Regions from separate parts of the Drosophila melanogaster genome. Here region 1 is linked to region 2. A link is a contact called in public Hi-C data. All regions are on one chromosome and are shown on one strand. Each heading gives the region's core, a stretch centred on a gene start, on an enhancer-like site or on the middle of the called end of the contact. The rest is flanking DNA. Distances are from core to core; before and after follow the strand shown.

Region 1 (3,473 bases), core at 200-2,699, 1.9 Mb after region 2:
CTGTTTGGCCTGGTTGACCATCTCCACCTTGATTACCTGGATGGTGTTGGCCGGATTGACCCTGAGCTCCAGCAGGAATCCATTGGGCAACAGGCAGATTAGGTCCACCCAGTTCAGCATCTCGTTTTTCCACAGGTTAACCGAAAAGCGCATGCAGGGCGGCTCCGCTTCTTCCGGCGGTGTCTCATACTTGGGCTGGTGGGCCACGTAGGCCAACGCCCGGTTGTCCATCATGTTCATGACTATTTGATCTTCAAGTTCGGATTTTGGATCTGGTGCCTCGGATCTTGAGGATCACCAGCTCCTCCTAATTAGACTTTTCAATGGCCTCTTTCAGGCTACGGAGGCTAGTTGTCCCGCATTTCGCTGGTTACCTTATCAACAGATTGTTGTTTTCAAAGTTTTCCATTTAAATCAGCACGCCAATCTCTCTGCGAATAAATAAGAAGGTGGCGCCGGGTTACTTGAAAGAAAACATATGGCGATATATGTACCGATAATTGTTTTGGTGTCGAATTACGGAAATTACTAAAAATCAACCGCCCACCCGTTGATAAGAAGGCGACCCCTTCCCTTGGCTTTGCCCTCGAGATGATCAGAGATCTGGATAACATCCATTGATGCACTGTAAAACTGAGTTGGTTCTAACCGCCCTTTACCACATGGGATAAAATAGAAAAGCAGCCTCTAAAATCGTCGGTTCTTGTTAATTAAAACAAAAACGCTGACTTTTATTTAGTATGAATCACACAGTCATAAGTTGTTGGCTGGGGGTGGGAGGGGTCAACTTGAAAACAAAAACAAGAATTCAGGGTCAGCCAAGGCGACCTATGAATGCCCTTACGTGTTTTTTTTTGCAATTTTAGGCAGTTGAATGACTGAAGTAAGCAGGATTTATAACGAATTCGATATGGCCGTTGAAAGAAAAGTTTCCATAATGAAAATCTAAGCCATTAAGGCATATTTCAGAGCCAAATGTTCAAATTCCGTGACCGAACGGGTGGAGTTGATACCGCGGAAAGGGTATAAAAAAGTTACGCGGCACCGATGTCTCATCTCTAAGTCGCGATGCCACAAAAATGGAAATTGCAGACAGTCAGAAAAGTCTTGAAAAGCACACGGATTGGCAAGTTTTCATCGAAGTTTCACTTGCATTGTGGCGCAGCTCGTTTGTTTTTGTTTTTTGCTTCCATTTTGGCCAGCCCTCGCCTTTATAGCGATTTTTTTTTGGGTGTGAGCTGCGCAGTTTACGCTGCTCCTTACTTGATTCTCTGCACCGGCACCTTCAGTTGGCCTCTGTCGGCCATTCCGCGGTATTGTTATTTTTCAAACGCACCGTGCAATCGGCTCAAATTTGTGTTCGATTAAGGAATATTAAATTGTTTTTATTTGTATTGTTGAGATCGTGCTGTTAAGCGTCTGTTAACGAACACAGGGTGACTCCTGTTGAACACAGGGCGTTCTAGGCTGGCGCTGGTTAATATCGATAGTGTTTCATTCGATTGTTATATCGATATAGGTTACAGTTGGCATCAGTATTTATAAAATATACACAAATACACGGTGCTAATAAATTCTTGTTCGTAAACAGTCATAACAGGAAATTGCATGTTAAAAAAAAAATAAATAAAAATAATTAACAGTTCCTAAGAATCAAATTCTTTTAGATAAAATCATAGCATACAAAATAAAATTCAACAAAAAGTAACAGTCGATAGTGATTCACTGCTTAACTGATTTAAATAATATCGATATTACTGTTGTTGAGTTGACAAGCAGTGCAAAGTAACAGAAACGATGACCACCTTATCGCGTTTTGGTATTTATATATGTATGCTATCAGAAATGAGATATTTCAGCATCAGTTGGGATTTCAAATATTTCACTTGGGAACAAATTTTTAGATGTGTATGAATAAAAATAATAAATGCGTCTTCCAAATACTTGTTCGGCCTTGTTAAATTAATTTTAATTTATAAATTTAAGCCAATGGACATAAAAATCAATGATTTTGGGTAGATTATGATTTAGTTATTAAGCTGGCTTTAATCTTTGGAGAAAAGTACGAAGCCCCCTGCGTGCGACACTGATTAACAGCATTCACTTGCGATATTTCGGTCACACAGAGCGCTTAACAGCATATCGTGCCAAAATGAGGAGATATATTCTAAAACAGTAAGAGGTTACACTGTTTGTTGACAAAAAGGTAAACAAAGTGAAAATTTCGCAAAATGTGCAAAATAATTAAGTAAGGGTCAGTAAAAGGTGCTACTGGTTAATCGGACCATAACAACTACCCATTTAACACATACCATGCATGACTTGGATATCTCGTGAAGTACACAAACCAAAACAATGAGCGACTCCGACGAAGGTGAGATAACACAACTTTTAGTGAAATTATGCACAATATGCTAGTTTTGCGCAAATTTAGTCAGAGTGCAAATGAGCATTATACGCTTGACTATGCAAATTACCTAAGTGGTGCAATTAAAACTTCAACCAGTTGTTATTGGTTTTTCAACAACACCAGCAAGGGCACAGGGTGACATTGGTGCAATGGAAGTGGGCGCGCAAAAACTTTTTTCAAACAGCCACCCCCCACAGAAGCAACTGGTGCAACCACTGGACCATCCGACACCCACGAAGAGACAAATCAAAACAAATGCCACGCACTCACCCAATGCCACATTCTTGAACAAGTGCAACAGTTGCCGCGCTTCTTGGGCTCCGACTTGCGCAGTGCGACATAAAACGGCCTGGATCAATGACCACAAAAACGTGGCCATCGATTTTCCGCAGTTCAGTTTTTGCTAGCGGCGCGTTCGGTCATCATACCGATGCCAATTAATTTTTGGGGCTTATTCGCACCGATTTGGGTTACATAATGTCATGGAAATTCAGCATGGAACATCCCAAAACTGGAACTGAAACAGCTCTGGAAGCCTGTGACTACTTCGTGGATGAGGTCATTGAGGCATCCTCAATACGGGGTGGGAATTGGTTTATTCCAAAGGTGCTGTGTATTAGTTAACCAAGCAAAACTTATCTTTCACAGATGCCCGCGAGGAAGTGCGTCAGATCAAGCACGGGGAGCTGCGAACGGCAGTGATCTCTGGCGATGAGCGGACTGTGCGGGTGCTGCTGGCAGCTCTTGGAACTGAGCGTCAGATTATAGTCAATATGGCTCCTTCAGGAGCAAACACCCTTCTATTCCTGTGAGAAAAAGTCTTTTAGAATTAGTCCATTTTGAGCCAAACTAATATCGGTCTCGTTTTAGAGCCTGCCAGTCTGGTTACGAGAGCATTACACAGCGATTGCTGGATGCTGGAGCGGATGGTCGCTCCCATGCCGTGACCAAGTACTCACCCTTGTACGCCGCCGTCCATAGCGGTCACTTGGGCATTGCCCGACTGATGCTAGACCATTTTCCAGAACTGATCCAGCAGCCGACTGTAGAGCGCTGGCTGCCG
Region 2 (3,022 bases), core at 154-2,653:
GTTAAATAGAAGGAACCAGTGATCCTCTCTCGTTGCCAGCAACAATTGCAGAGCAATCAGCTTGCGCAGCCATTCCTTGAGGTCTTTGTCGAAATTCTGAGAGGGTAAAAAGATATTAGATATGTTCTCTCACTCTTAACTTTAAAGTATTGATTTACTGCATTTGGACTGGGTCTGCGAACGAAGCTGAAAAGTATGGATATAGCTCGCCTTAGTTGGGAAACGCACTGCAGTGCCTCTCCAGATTGTGTGTGATGTAATGAAACCACCGAATGGCCATCCAAATTGGGATAGGTCAGCAGATCATTGATGATTTGGTCAACCTTTACTTTGGTTATCTTGGCTGTAATCGAGTTATTCGTATACGCGTGGCACACCAGGTCATATAGGCCAGTTAAAGACGTCTTGGCCACTTCTAGTTTAATGGGATCCACCTGTATCACACTGGAAAAGACATTTCGGTAAGCAATTCCATGATGGAGGTAAGACTTGACTCACTCGTAGGTGACGCATTCCTGGACCACATTGCCATCGCCGCAGGTTCCACTGAAAGTGCGTGTAACTGGCTGTCGGACCCAGATTTGTTTTTGGGACTCGGCGCAGCCCTTGCGCAGCTTCTCTACATCGTGCAGATTGGAGGTGATCTTTCCCTGCAGTTCATAGTATTCCATAACAGCCGCATACAGGGGATCCGCCTCGCTGGTCTCCAGCAATGAGTTCATTAGAAACTCCAACTCAAATTGCTTGGCCAGCTCCAGCTCGGGACAATCGTAAATTTGCCGCAGTTCCTCCGTGCTCAATAGCTTAATGTGACTCCTGGCTAGCGCGAAACCGGTGGGCGACTCCGCCTGTCGGTACACGATCTTAGCGGAATGCTCCTCCACTTGGGCGTTGGACAGCTGCATGGGCTGCAGGTTGGGATACTGAACGACGTGAACGGTCGTCGAGGGCGGGGCACTTGGAGCACTGGGTTGGGCCTCCGTTTCTGTGGGTTCCTGTGTTCCTTCTGGCTCTTGCGACGTTACTCCTACATCGCTGGAAATGCAGCACTCGTGGCTTATGATTGCCTCGCCACTGGAACTGCTGGCCAAGGTCGCAACGCGCTCGAATTCCTCCAACAGAGACACATTCTCCGCTGGTCTTTGTTCTTCACTTGTTGATAACTCAGCAGGTTCCTCTTCCTCTTTTTCGATCGGCACTCTGTTGCGAGACTTTTTGCTCTTCTGCAATTTCATTATTAGGTTCGTTACTTTTTACTGCCCACGACTCACCTCCTTTTTGGGCTTCTCCAACGTGGCCATGTTGTACGTTTGATTGCTTAGGGATCAGACTTTTTGCGTTTTATTTTCGCATTCTTTGGGGGGCCGCAAAAACGCCAAACAAAAAGACCCATAAATATAATAGTGATGGGAGAAACCGGAGAACAGCTGGGAGCAGTCACGATGGCTCACGAGTAAATAAAGCTGCTTTAAAATTCATGTTTATGTCAAATACAATGCTTGGTAAAATACCTAAACAGCTTATTTTATATTTTTATATTCATGCTTATACTTTGGATATCTAATTACAAATCCACTTCATTCCCCGCTTAACTTACGTCACGTAACAGTCGTGACTCACGCTGCACTCTCGTTGCCCTGGTCATCGCAGTTATCGATAGACCAATTTGATGGGCAGCACTGGCCAAGTTTAGAAAGTTTCAGCGCGCGAAAAGTAAAAATTGACGTTAGAAATGTAATTCTTTGTGTTTGTTTTTTATAAAAAATACGTTTATTTGTCTTTATTTATTGCATGCTGACACGCACACACATATGCGTTAAGTACATGCGAATGAAATGCGCGAGCAATTGCTCAACAACAGTCGCGCACAGAAAATCACAGCATCTTTATAGACATGAAACACTTGGCTAACTAACTTGCTCTATTCTACGGCTTAGCTTACGTACTACGGACTAAGTTTTAGGGTCAGACTATCTACGTATGCAACATAGTTAACCCTCAGAGCGCAGATCGCCCGGCCAGTTGGCGATACACTCCCGTTTCGCCCTCGCCCGGCACAATGTCCAATTGGATCCTACTGCTGTCGCATATCGACTGCTGATCCCCTGCTGATCCCGTTCCCTCGGAGGTGGTGAATACCACGGCGATGGGACTGCTCTTCTCCTTGTCCTCCGGCGAGGACTCGTAGCCGTGATTCACCTTCTCCGCCTTGCATGTGGTTGTCGTGGCCGAGGAGTCACTGCTGCTCCGCCCATTCAGTCCGGACTCCTCCTCGTGCTTCACGTAGTACGGCTTTCGGCCGGAGAAACGCTCGCACAGCCGAAAGATCAACGGATGCAGCAGCTTGCCGTCGTAGGCGTCATCCGGATGCTGAGTCAGCAAGCTGATCACTGTGCCAATGATCACGGTCAGTGCCGTGCCAATTAAACTGTAGTACATGAAGCTGATCGAGTAGAAGGTCTCCAGTCCGGATCTGCATTGGAATTAAGCGTACATTAATATCAGGATAACAAAGTTCTAGTGCACATTTTCACCAGGTGACGTACTATCTTACGCAATACTTTTAGAATAATTAAATTATCTCACCTTTCAGGTGCAATTGTGGGCTGTGTGGGCACAAAGCTCTGGTTGAAACCATCAATAGGCGTGTGCGACAACAGCCAGGGCATCTGTCCCTGTTCCACGATGGGCTTGCCAATGGACTGCGCGAAGGTATCGTTGGTGCAGCCCTACATTTTGTAAAGAAGCAAAGTATTAGGCATCAAGCTTAAAACGGAAATGCTTTAAAAACCCACATCTGTGGAGGTGGGCAGCAGGGGATTGTCCTTGGTAACGGTCATGCCACCGCCAATGATCCAAAGCACAAAGGCGCAGGCGGTGACCATGCCGGCGGAGGTGCCCTTCCAATTCGCAATCGGAACCATCATGGCCAGGATGAAGCAACCCAACAAAGGACCCGATGTGGCCGAGAACACCAGCAGCGAGGACTCAATAACGCCCGCCAGCAGACCAACTCCAAAGG

The links. A called contact is a pair of places that touch in the nucleus more often than the background predicts.
Region 1: a Hi-C map of the Kc167 cell line shows a contact between it and region 2, with 2.4 times the contacts expected there. The contact joins the promoter of Pi3K92E here to the promoter of Epg5 in region 2. A contact is called at or near these places in 20 of 107 Hi-C or Micro-C datasets (the D17-c3 cell line, the Kc167 cell line, the OSC cell line and 8 more).

The regions. Positions count from the first base shown.
Region 1 is chr3R:20,633,283-20,636,755 of dm6, forward strand. It overlaps Pi3K92E (Phosphatidylinositol 3-kinase 92E), which reads right to left and starts at 1,450. Exons shown (of 8, transcript NM_169910.2): 1 at 1,337-1,450; 2 at 1-431. The coding sequence starts at 240. Lrrk (Leucine-rich repeat kinase) reads left to right here and starts at 2,198. Exons shown (of 12, transcript NM_001275843.1): 1 at 2,198-2,374; 2 at 2,534-2,806; 3 at 3,059-3,218; 4 at 3,281-3,473. The coding sequence starts at 2,356.
Region 2 is chr3R:18,757,470-18,760,491 of dm6, forward strand. Epg5 (ectopic P-granules autophagy protein 5) reads right to left here and starts at 1,404. Exons shown (of 15, transcript NM_142495.4): 1 at 1,272-1,404; 2 at 499-1,223; 3 at 159-444; 4 at 1-96. The coding sequence starts at 1,301. It overlaps CG7720, which reads right to left. Exons shown (of 11, transcript NM_142496.4): 9 at 2,796-3,022; 10 at 2,587-2,729; 11 at 1,767-2,473. The coding sequence ends at 1,999.